Linked DNA regions of Sus scrofa: region 2 is linked to region 1. Evidence: chromatin contacts called from public targeted proximity ligation data. All regions are on one chromosome and are shown on one strand. The core of a region is the stretch at or near the end of the contact, and the rest is flanking DNA. Distances in the headings are between cores, read along the strand shown. Region 1 has its middle 72 kb from the start of TRIB1. Region 2 overlaps NSMCE2 (E3 SUMO-protein ligase NSE2).

Evidence for each region.
Region 2: a contact with region 1 is called in a targeted proximity ligation map of alveolar macrophages. A contact is called at or near these places in 2 of 47 Hi-C or Micro-C datasets (embryonic fibroblasts and skeletal muscle) and 1 of 2 datasets of targeted methods (alveolar macrophages).

Annotation. Positions count from the first base shown.
Region 1 is chr4:14,223,311-14,228,955 of Sscrofa11.1, reverse strand. No RefSeq gene overlaps it. Among named protein-coding and RNA genes, the nearest start is that of TRIB1, 72 kb to the left of the region's middle.
Region 2 is chr4:14,574,283-14,580,748 of Sscrofa11.1, reverse strand. The region is part of intron 2 of NSMCE2 (E3 SUMO-protein ligase NSE2); the gene reads left to right. Among named protein-coding and RNA genes, the nearest start is that of WASHC5, 21 kb to the left of the region's middle.

The DNA.
Region 1 (5,645 bases), core at 231-2,730:
CATGTGACCTTGGGGCTTGGTGCCAGTTGGGGGAGTTTGGGTTGGGGCGTTGGTGTTGCTGTGAACACCATACTGGGGTTGTCCATCCACCAGCAAATATAGGTATTGAGCAATCGTGGCTTGCCAGTCACTATGCTGGTGCTGGGAGTGCAGCAGGAAGCCCTGGCCCTTCTGAGACTACATTCTAATGGAGGATAAGGCAATAAAAAAATACAGACATAGGGTCTGTTGTGCTGTGAAGGAAAATGAAGTGAGAACATGGAGAGGCACTAAGGTACTGATTCGGACTTAGAATCCTGAGGGATCTGGGGCAAAGGCAGGGGTAACAGGTGGTGCAAAGGCCCTGAGGTGGGAGGAAGAGAGGAGGGTGGGGGGAGAGTCAGGGAGAGGGAAAGAGGAAGAGCGGGGAGGAGACTGGAAGAGGAGAGAGAGAGAGAAGTGGTAAGACCAGAGAATTCACGAGTTTCCCCTGTGGTTCAGTGGGTTAAGAACCTGACTAGTATCCATGAGGATGTGGGTTCAATCTCTGCAGTGGGTTCAGACTCCGGCAGTTGCTGTGAGCTGCGGTGTGGATTGCAGATGCGGCTCGGATCCCGTGTTGCTGTGGCGTAGGCTGGCGGCTGCAGCTCAGATTCAACCCTCAGTCTGGGAACTGCCATATGCTGCAGGTGCGGCCCCTAAAAAAGAAAAAACAACAAACAAACAAACAAACAAGCAAAAAACCCCAGAGAATTCAGAGAGGTAATGAGGAAATGAAGAGGCCTGATCGTGGAAGGCTTTGTAGGCCAAGGGAAAGTTGAAGTTCAGCAACTCCTTCTATGCAACGTGATGGCTCGCCCTAGGTAACTAGTTTTCAACTCTAAAATGTCAGCTTTTGAAAAGCACCCACACCCAGGCCCACCCAGGATCTCTGGAGATGGGGCCTGAGCATCCATGTGGTGACAACTCTCTCCAACCCCCATCATATCTAACTGCTGGTGGCTAGAGAGGAGGAACACTGGACCGGAAGGGCCTCCTTCCAGCAGGAGGCACCCCCAGTGGGACACCACCCTCCCTCTTGTCCCTCTCAGTGTTCTCTGTAGGCTCAGACCAGCATCAGCCTCTGCCAGCAGCCTGCCTTCCCGTCGAACATCCAAATCTGCAGGAAGAGCTGATCAGCCGTGTCCGGGGCCTCCTTGCTGGCCACAGACCCTGGGACCAGAGGGCACAGGGCCGCGGCCACCCTTGGCCTTGGGAGATTTTGTTTACGGAGCACATTTCACTTCTACAGAGGCCCACAGCTGCGATCTTGCCTCATCACAGTTGCCAACTGTGGGGGGGCGGCCTTCACCCCCCGCCTGCTAGTTTCTCAAGTTCCTCTTTTGGGCATGTGCCTGTCCCTCCGAGTTCCCGTGGCTGCGTGGAAGTGGACTGAGGCCCAGAGGGTGACTAAGAGGGGAAGCCCCTGCGCCGAGGCTCCCAGCGGCTCCTGCATTGCGTAAGGGCTATTTTTGAGGCGATTGCAGACGATCTGATGAATCATAGCAAACACACATGGCTCTGGCGGTGGGGACAATCCTTCCTCATGAAGCTGTGGAAAGTGGAGCTTCTCAAAATGAATCAGCAGCAGCAGAACCCTGGGTCTGTGGGAGGTGGATGAGGGTGCAAATTACACATTTCCACAGTATTGGGGTGCGGCCTCTGGGAGCAGGGGCTGCGGGGACCCGAGCTTGTGGTTTCCTCCATGACTCAAAGGGCCTCCCTCACCCACTTGAGCCTGCCACTGGAACCGAGTGACCTTCCATCATGGAACAAAGTCCCTAGCACTTGCCGAGGAGTTGAAGATTGGAGAAAATCTGCAGGGGCACAGCTAGTGTAGATGCTTGGCCGTGACACACGCACAGGCTTTGAATCCAGAAACCCAGGAGGCCTCCCTTGAGTGGGGAGCCCGTGTGAGAAATTCTTGACCATGAGGAGAAGGCTCAAACAATTCCTCGGAGGGAGATGGGGAGGCCCTCCCTGCTCCCCCAAGCTCAGACTGGTGTGAACGGAAGGGCAGAGCTGTGTGGTGGTTGGGGCCTCAGACTATGGGATTAGACAATACTGGGTTTAGGGTCCAATTCCAATATGGCGACTCGGCACATGGGCCCAAGATATAGCTGAGTCTCCAGTTTTCTCATTTGTAAAATCAGGAAATATCTGCCTGGGAAGACTGTCATTAAGGACCCAGGAGGATTGCATGAGGCAGCAGGATATAGATGCTAAGAATCAGACTTTACAGCTTGAAGTTTAACTCCTTGTTCTGTGGCTCATTAGCTGTGTGTCCTTAAGCAGGTGACTTAACTGTCCTGTGCCCCAGCTTTCTCATCTTTAAAAGGGAATTATATTATAGCACCTTCCTCATGGAGTTGATAAATAAGCTAATATATATATATAATTGAAAGAAGGTGGCCCAGTATGTAAGTAAGAGTTCTTAATAAATGCTAGTATTGTTATATAAAGTAATTGTTATAGCATTGTCATAGATTTATTACAGACAGAGCACACAAAAATGTAGTTATTATTCATTGTTATCATTAAATTTTTTTTTTTTTTTTTTTAGAGAACTGGAGTGGATTTGGATAAAAGCTGAGGCCTGAAGGGGCATCAGAGAAAGGAAAATCTGAAGTCAGGAACAAGCAACACTCAGATTTGTATGGAACCACAGGGGACTCTGAATAGTCAACGCAATCTTGAGAAAGAAGAACAAAGATGGATACATCATGATCCCTGATCTAAAGCTATATTATAAAGCTATAATAACTAAAACAGTATGACAGGAGTTCCCATTGTGGCTCAGTGGTAACAAACCTGACTGGTATCTGTGAAGATGCGGGTTCCATCCCTGACCTCACTTGGTGCATTAAGGATCCTGGGTTGCTGTGAGATGTGATGTATGTCTGACACCAAAAGCAAAGCAAAAATAAACAAGTGGGACTACATCAAAATCATCTGCACAGCAAAGGCAACTATCAACAGAATGAAAATGCAGCCTGAAACGCAGAATGAAGATGAAACAGAATGAGAGAAAATAACTGCAAATCATATACCTGATAAGCAGCTATCAGGCAAAATATACAAAGAACTCATACAACTCAATAGCAAAAACCCAAACAACCTGATTAAAAAATGAACAGAGGACGTTTTCCCAAAGAAGACACACAGATGGCCAATAGATGCAGGAAAAGATGCTCAATATCACCAGCCATCAGGGAAATGTAAATCAAAACTACAATGAGATATCAGCTCACATTTCTTAGAATGGCTGTTATCAAGAAGACAAGAAATAGGAGTTCCCGTCATGGCTCAGGGGTTAACGAATCTGACTAGCATCCATGAGGACGCAGGTTTGATCCCTGGCCTTGCTCAGTGGGTTAAGTATCTGGTGTTGCCATGAGCTGTGGTGTAGGTCACAGACGTGGCTCAGATCCTGCATTGCTGCAGCTGTGGCGCAGGCCAGCAACTACAGTTCTGATTTGACCCCTATCCTGGGAACCTCCATATGCTGCAGGTGTGGCCCTAAAAAGCAAAAAAGATTAAAAAAAAAAAAAGAAAAAAGAAGACAAGAAATAAATGTTAGGAAACAGAAAAAATGGAACCCTAGTATACTGTTGGTAGGAAGGTAAATTGGTGTAACCATTGTGGAAAACAATGGAAGTTCCTCAAAAAGTTAAAAATAGAACTACCATATGATCCAGCAATTCCGCTTCTGAGTATTTATTTCAAGAAAATAAAAATAACAATTTGAAAAGATATATGCAGCCCCATGTTCATTGTGGCATTATTTGCAATAGCCAGGATATGAAAACAGCCTTTGTCCATTGATGATTGAATGGATAGAGAATATGTGATACAAACACACACACACATGCAATGGAATATTAGCCATAAAAAGAATGAAATCTTGCCATTTATGACAATGTGGATGGACCTTGAGGGCGTTAATAGAGAAATAAGTCAGACAAAGAAAGATAAATACTGAATGACCTCTCTTATATGTGGTATCTGCAAAAAAACAAAACGAAACAAAACAAAAAATAACCCCCCAAAAAACCTCCAGAAACAACATAGACACAGAGAACAGATTAGTGGTTGCAAGAGGTGAGCCATGGGAGAAATGGGTAAACTGGGTTTTTTTTGGAGGGGGGGGGTTTGTTTTGTTTTTTGTTTTTTAGTTTAAATAAATTGAATAAAAATTTTAAAAAAAATCTGAAGTCAGGAAGACTGCAGAAGTCAGACTTTGGGTCTCCTTTATATTTCTGGTTGGTTTGGTCCAAAGCAGAGACTTTGCAAGTAGCTGGCCAGTGGGAGAAAGACAGGGGGAGAGTCTGCCTTGGAGAAGGCTAGAGTTCAGGGTGACCCCGATTTATCTCTCCGCCATGATGGGACAACTTTGCATATTGCTCAATCTCTAGTGTTGAGAGATGAGCCTGGTGACACTTTTGCAGGCTGTGCTGCCCCACAGCAGAATCAGGCCACAGAGGATGTGATGAGAGTTTCCACTGATACATTTGTAGAAAACATGCAGTATTGGGCAATAGCTGAAAATTTGAGACGTTTTCAGTGGCTGCTGCTTGTGAACATGGTGCCTTACAGAGGAGGGCTCAAGGTTCTGGCTTGTAGATTTTGTGTGCATACGCCTTACGGCTGGACTTGAGGTTAACCTGCTTTCTGTAACTAGAATGTCCTAATAGAACGGTTCGTGCCCTTGGCTGCAAATTTGAATCATACGAAAAGCTTTAAAAAAATAATGGTGCTTGGGCTCTATGCCAGACCAAAAGGCCATGGGTAGGTCCGGTCATTGTATGGTTTAAAAGCTCCCCAGGTGGTTTCTATGTGCAGTGAGGGTTGAAAAGCCACTGTTCCAGTTCATCTGCTGCCCTGAATTTTTTTTTTTTTTTCTGCTTCCTTTTATCTGGAACTACCTGCCCCATCCCAACCCACCCCATCTCACTCCATTCCATGTTTTCCCTTTTATGTTCCGCTCCAGTCCACTTTGTTTTATTGTGATCCATTCTATTTGAATATGTTCCTATGAGATGGATGGGTTGACGGATTCAATTATTCAAAAATATTTATGGAAGGCTTACTGTATACCTGATACTGGTCTAGGAAGGGCAGGCAACACCAGGAGGCGGGAAAGGACAGAATCCTACTCTTGTGAAATTAGAAGGGGAAATAAACCAATACATAGAGGACGTCTACAGATGGAGATTAGAAAATAAAGAGAAGGGGGTATGACAGTGATGGGTGGTCAGAGAAGGTGGCAGAGAAAGAGGATCCTTGTCACCAACATTTGAGCAAAGACCTGAGTGAGATGAGGGGGCTGCCATGAGGTTATAGAACAGTCCAGAGAAAGGAAAGAAATCCAGGGCTGAGGAGGGAACTCACTCCCTTTTTTATTCCACTCCGCATATTCCATGTCATCCTCTTATTTGTTATTACGCATTCCAATCCTTTCCATGCTCTCCTATTTTATTATTTCAGTTCTAACTCGTTTCTTTGGACTTGGCTTAACCAGCTGGGTTCCTAGCCCAGTACGAGGTAAGAAGTGGAGATGCGATCCTGGCTCCTTTGGAGACGGCGCTGTCTCACTGGGTCAGCTCAAGTCTGGATAGATGTTCTGC
Region 2 (6,466 bases), core at 3,414-5,913, 350 kb before region 1:
CCAGAATGAGTACATTCCCTCCCTTCTTAACATTAATAATCTTTGGACTTGCTTTCAGATTGGATGCTCACAAAGCTGCCTATGCTTTTCTGAAAATCTGAGCTTAAGCGTTTGGCTTTGCATGTTTAGGTCTTTAGGTCCTTGGAACACATCCTTTATCCCTCTCTTCTCAGAATCTTTAACCCTTTGCCCTGCTTGATTTCCCTCACTATTTACACTGCATCCCCTTCTCACACATCATATTATTGATATAGTTATTTTGTTTGCCTGTCTGTAAACACCGTGACTGCAGGCGATTTTTGTCAGGTGTTCCCCTCACCCCAACGCTATTGCCTATCAGCCTTGATTCCGTCATAAATACTCAATAACTGAATGAATGAACATGTTTACAATCTAGTAGGGAAATTACTACAAAAATCTCCTCTAACTGAATGTCTAGCTCATGTACATATGCACACAGGTTCCTATCCGTGGATTCATAGTCCACTCCATCCATGTATGTACAGCAGTGGGTGGTTTTGCACTTGGGGGAGCCTTTGGCAATGTCTGGAGACATTTCTGGTTGTTGGAACGAGGCAGGTGGTGTGTGTGCTACTGATCTCTACCAGCCTCCAGGTGTTAGGAGGTTGCTAAATATCCTGGGATGCAGAGGGCAGCTCCTGCGCAACATCCAGCCTAAAATGTCAACAGTGCTGAGGCTGAGTAACTGTGATATGTACATATGCATGTTAATACTCATTAACTCTGGTCAAAGAAAAATATTCTTTTCACCAAGGTAATTTTGGAAATTTGTCTAGTGAAAGCATGGGCAGTACTAAGGGTTCTTTAGGTAAATAATTGCTGGACTTCTATTTGTACTTACTGCCTACTGTCAATTAGGGATTCCCCCTGTTTTCAGCAGTTACAGCATTCCTCATATTCTCCTTGTGTTTTTTATTTCTTTTTCATTTATTGTATTTCCCTGTCTGGTCTGTAAGATCCTTGAGGGTAGGACTCATGTAGAGTCTTCCTCGGAGCCTGACAGAGGGCTTTTTGTGCATTTTAGGTCATCTCCAAATACTTATTGAGTGGATCAATCAATCAATCAAGTAAGGAATTTGGGTGTTGGGTTGTAGCAGCCACGGTAAGAGAATTAGCCCCACCCACAGGCGTGGGCAGATGCCACAAAGCAGGCCTTTCTTGCCAACTAGAGAGCTGGTTGTTAGGGTGAAAGCACACCACTGGGCATCTCATGTTGGAACATATTCGCATTTGGTAGATAAGTTTGTTAAAAGACCCTAGAGATTACAAGGTCTGAATACTGGGGGAGCTTCAGGGTCAGTCTTTTCCCTCAGCTGGTGAGATTCCCTTCATGATGATGTGTGTCTTGGAAATATGTGTGAGATGTCACTAAGTGTATCAGTACCATTGTTGTAGTGTTTAGTCTTGACCTGAGAACATGTCTCATCCCCTGATGTAACCAGTTCTGAAAGTGTTGCAGTGGGTGAAGAGAAGGGAGCCACCAGAGCTGGCTGTAGGCAGATACTGTTAAATAAAGGTGCAATGTGGTGATACCCACTGAAAGAGGTAGTCTCATCCCAACTCCAAGGATGGGAAGATGAGGCTCACTGAGTTGAAATGACTTACTATAGAGCACACGTGTAAGGAGCACCCAGGGAACTTGTATTTGGCCCGATTTCACTCCCTTGACCTAGATTGATCCAGTGCTCCTTTCTTCTCCTGATAGCCCTTACCAGCTGTTAGTAACGTGAGAGACACTGGAGGTCTATTTTCTCAACTTATTGCAATTATATGAGATTTTACTTTTTTTTTTTTTATAAATGAGAACATTTTAAATTCAAAAAATTAATTAGTGAACAATTAGAACATTTGAACTGGCAAAGCCAAGCCCATACACTGACTCCACAGACTCATTTTTGCAATGACAGTGACAATGAGGAAAGTTCTTTTTAAAAAATCAGTTTCAAGATTTTTTTCTTGTGTTTAAAAACTTATTATTCTTTCTGTTTTACTTTTGACCCATCTTTCTGTGACATATTTTGACAGACTCACTTGTGGGCAGAAGGAAACCTAGAAAAGGGAAAGAAGAATAGTTCAGAAATTCACCCTGTTGCGGGCATTTGCTCTTAAAATGTTAGAATGTAATAGTTGGTCTCTGTGGGTAACTAAACTTCTATCTTAAAAGAACAAAATCAAAATTAATAGCAAGTCTTTGATACTTTGTATATTTTTTGTTTGTTTTGTCTTTTTGCCATTTCTTGGGCCGCTCCTGAGGCATATGGAGGTTCCCAGGCTAGGGGTCGAATCGGAGCTGTAGCTGCCGGCCTACACCAGAGCCACAGCAACGCGGGATCCGAGCCGCGTCTGCAACCTACACCACAGCTCACGGCAATGCCGGATCGTTAACCCACTGAGCAAGGGCAGGGATCGAACCCACAACCTCATGGTTCCTAGTCAGATTCGTTAACCACTGCGCCACGACAGGAACTCCTATACTTTATATTTTAACTCCACCTGTATTAATGTCTGTGATGTTACCTGTCATATATTTGAGGTGTGATTGTGGAAGGTTAGCCTTTCAGAGTTAATTTTTTTTTTTTTTCTCTTCAGTGATAGGTTCACCGTTTAAGCCATGGAGTAATAGTATATACTTAATTGTATATACTATGCACCAATGGCCATACTGGGCATATATCTCTTGATCCAGTTTTTTTTACTTCAAGCATATAACTTTTAAAGGATGAGTAAATAGCTACCTATTAAAAGTTGGGTTTTTGTTTTTCCAAAGAAGAGCATAATATCAAACTGAATTTAAAGTTTGCAAATTATGAATTTAAAGAATGCAAACACATAGATGCATTATGGGGCTTACTAAACGTCCCTTAAGTTGTTATTTAAAGTAATCCAGGAGTTCCTGTCGTGGCTCAGTGGTTAACGAATCTGACTAGGAACCAAGAAGTTGTGGGTTTGACCCCTGGCCTCGCTCAGTGGGTTAAGGATCTGGTGTTGCCATAAGCTGTGGTGTAGGTCGCAGATGTGGCTCGGATCCCAAGTTGCTGTGGCTCTGGTGTCGGCCGGCGGGTACAGCTCCGATTCGACCCCTAGCCTGGGAAACTCCATATGCCTCGGGAGCGGCCCAAGAAATGGCAAAAAGACCAAAAAAAAAAAATCCAGTTTTCCTCTAAGACCACAATAGAAAATAAACAGTTTAACCAGGCTTCACCAGATCTGCTTCTCTCTTGATTACTTCATAACATAGCTTCACAGGAGCAGATGTAAACAGTAGACTCTTGTCTTGGTGTCTATCATCATTAGGGTAGATGGCTCTTAATTTAAAAGTCACCAGTGTTCTACCTCCTTGGCTTTTCATGTGTTCCCGCTTTTCAGCTGAGCCCCTTAAGATGCCAAAACCTGATTTCCCGATACCACTTAATTATTTTCCTTTGTTTCACAGGGCTTTTTGCATTTATTTATTTATTTATTTAATGTCTGTAATGGTCTTCCTTTGAACTGGGTTTCCTCAGGGCACAGACCTCAGGGTTGCATCTGATATTTTCAGAGGCTGGGGCTCATTTGATGCTCATCAGGTGTTAAATGTGTGTATTAATATGTTAGTAAATGGCTTTTAACAACATTCTTTAAATACAGATATTTGGATCCAGAATACAGAAAACTAAGTTGCTTTCCAAAATTAGAAATTGAGCACTTTCGTTAATTGGGGAACCTAATTTTTTGAAGACTTTGCACTTAATTTTTATGTAAGGACTGGTTAATCCAGTGGTTCTGAAACTTGGGACGAATGACTTAGAGAGCTGTTAAAACACAGATTTCTGGCCACCACCACTAAAGTTGCAAGAGATGTGGGATAAGTTGAAGAATTTGCACTTTTAACAAGTTCCCCAGGTAACGCCGATGCTGCTCGCCCAAGGACCACATTTTGGTTTAATCATCTCCCCTTTGATGAGAAACATAAGCCACTAGATGGCATCAGAACACTTCTTATGAGGTAGCTGTCGGGGCGTAACTGATCTGTTAATTGCAGGGTTCAGGATTGTATAAAAGGTACAGTAACTAAATTATTGGAATTCAGTAGCTTGGAGCCTGAATTATTCCATATATCTAAAAGTACCAAAAAAAAAAAATGTTTAGTTCAGACCAGAAAAACTGTGAGGCTATTGAGATCACAACGTTTTAAGATCAGCTCTTCTAGAAATGAGGAATATACCTCTCATTTCCACCAGCTTCATTTCCAGTTATCCAGGTTACTCAGTTCATTTACTTACCAGCGATATATGTGTCTCATATTTATTATTTACTATTCTAAGTTGGTGCCTCTTGATTTTGTGGTTGATAACTTTTAAAAGCCACTTTAAAAAGATGTATCAACAGTAGGTGTAATTCTCTCAGCGGGCCAGTTGTGTGGCGAATAGTTTGGGGATGTTAAAAAGTGTGAAATGTGTTTTTCTTTCCTCTTGGCTTCCTTCGTCAGAAAGTTGAGCAGTTTCCTTTTTAAGGGCTCTGGAGAGGAGAGCTTGGGCTGCTCTTGGCCTCACCTCACCTCATGTTACCACTCTCACTCCATAAATTTCCAACCATTCCAACACCTCCAGATTTTCTTTCTTCCACTGACTGTACCAACCTGAAATTTGGCTTGGTTTCTCCACATGATGGCATGTGTGGAAATAATTGCTTGCTCTGCTCTCCTGTTTGCTGAGCTCTCCCATCCATATTAAGGTGTCACTTTTTGAAATAGTAAATGAGTCATCTTTTAGATTTCTAAAACAGAATCTGTATAGTACCTGAGTACTGCCTCGGTTTTTCTAGATGCTGGAGAATAACAATTTTTTTTTTTTTTTTTAGAATAACATTTGAGTTGATTTCTACTTTTTTTTTTTTTTTTTTAAATCTTTGAATCAGAGACGTGGCTTAGGTTTCAATGATCTAATAGAATGTGAAAATGACCGCTACAGAAAGAACTGAAATGGTGTCGCTCGATCAGATTTTAAAATTAAACTAGCATTTTGTATTATACGTATGATCATTGAAAACAATTAAGACTAGTTTAATTCTAGGCAAAGAGTACAATTCATGGCAGAGGTAGAACAGACTTAGGATCATTTTTGAAACATCAAGGCTTTTTAAAAGACATTGAAGTTTGTCTTTCAGTAAGCAGAAACATGCTTTTATTTGATTGGTGATTAACAGATGAAACCAATTTGATTATTCTAGAGAAAATTATTTTATTATCCAGACTTATTTATCCCTCTTCTTTCTGTGCTTTATAACTGAAATTGTGTGTTCTATATAAGTGGAAAGTTATATTTATATGTAGCAGCACTGTCCAATAAAAATATAATGTGAGCCGCGTATGTAACTTAAAATATTCCACCGTCCTCATTACAAAAGGCAAGAAGAGTAGGAATTAATTTCAGTAATGTTTTATCTAATCTAATGTGCCTAGAATATTATTTCAGTATGTAATCAGTATTAAAATTGAGTTATTTTTACATTTACATTCTTTTTTTTGTGCCAGGTTCCAAGTTCAAAATCTTATGATGGATCTCAATCCAGACTAGCCAAATTTCAAATGCCTAATTGCCACTGCATGTGGCAAATGGCAACTGTAATAGCAAGTAGAGAGGGTATTTCACTTTTCAGTGACTCTATCAAGAAATTTTAAGGGTAGTTAAATCAATCAGTTTTGTAGCTTTTTAGAGGTTTTGGTGATATTCACATTGAACCAGTTAGTAAAACAAGATAATACTATTTACCGATTTCTGTTTTTTCCTTTCTCTTTTTTCTCTTTGTATTAGTCGCCCTCTACCACTGGCGTGATTGGTATTTTAGGTTTTTCCCCAAATTGTTTAACCAGCTTAAACTTACTTCTGCAGATCCTATTAATATTTGCTTCTGTTTGAAATGTCACATGCTGATTTGACTCCACACCTACACTACTTTCATATTTTGTAGCTGATGTGGTAATTTAGTTTCTTTTGGTCTTGAGCAAGCTAGAGGGAGTAAGCCTCTTAAGCAGCCAGAACACTCTAGTTGCTGTAAACAATTAGGCCTGTCAGCAGTTGACCTTGGAAATGCTAATTTGCTTGTCTCTTGGTGCTGCTTCAGGCCCTGGCTTTCTCCCTGTGGGTGGGAGTTATGAACCCAGTTTGGAGAAGGCCCTTGGGGAAGCACCAAATAGATGTGCTTCTTGCTTCAGTTTTGCATGTGACCAAGTGCAAGAGGCATTCTTTGTGTGAACTTCTTTGAAGGGCTTTAAGAGCCTGCACTGATGCCTAGACTGAAGTTGAGAGGAAGCTTTGTTGACATTTGAATCTCCCCTTCCCCTGCATTCTAGCACTATCTGCCATAATGATTGATTTAAAATGATTTCATTAATGTTTCATTATATCCCTTGATGGGGTTTTACTTTTTTTTTGTCTTTTTAGGGCCACACCCACAGCATATGGAG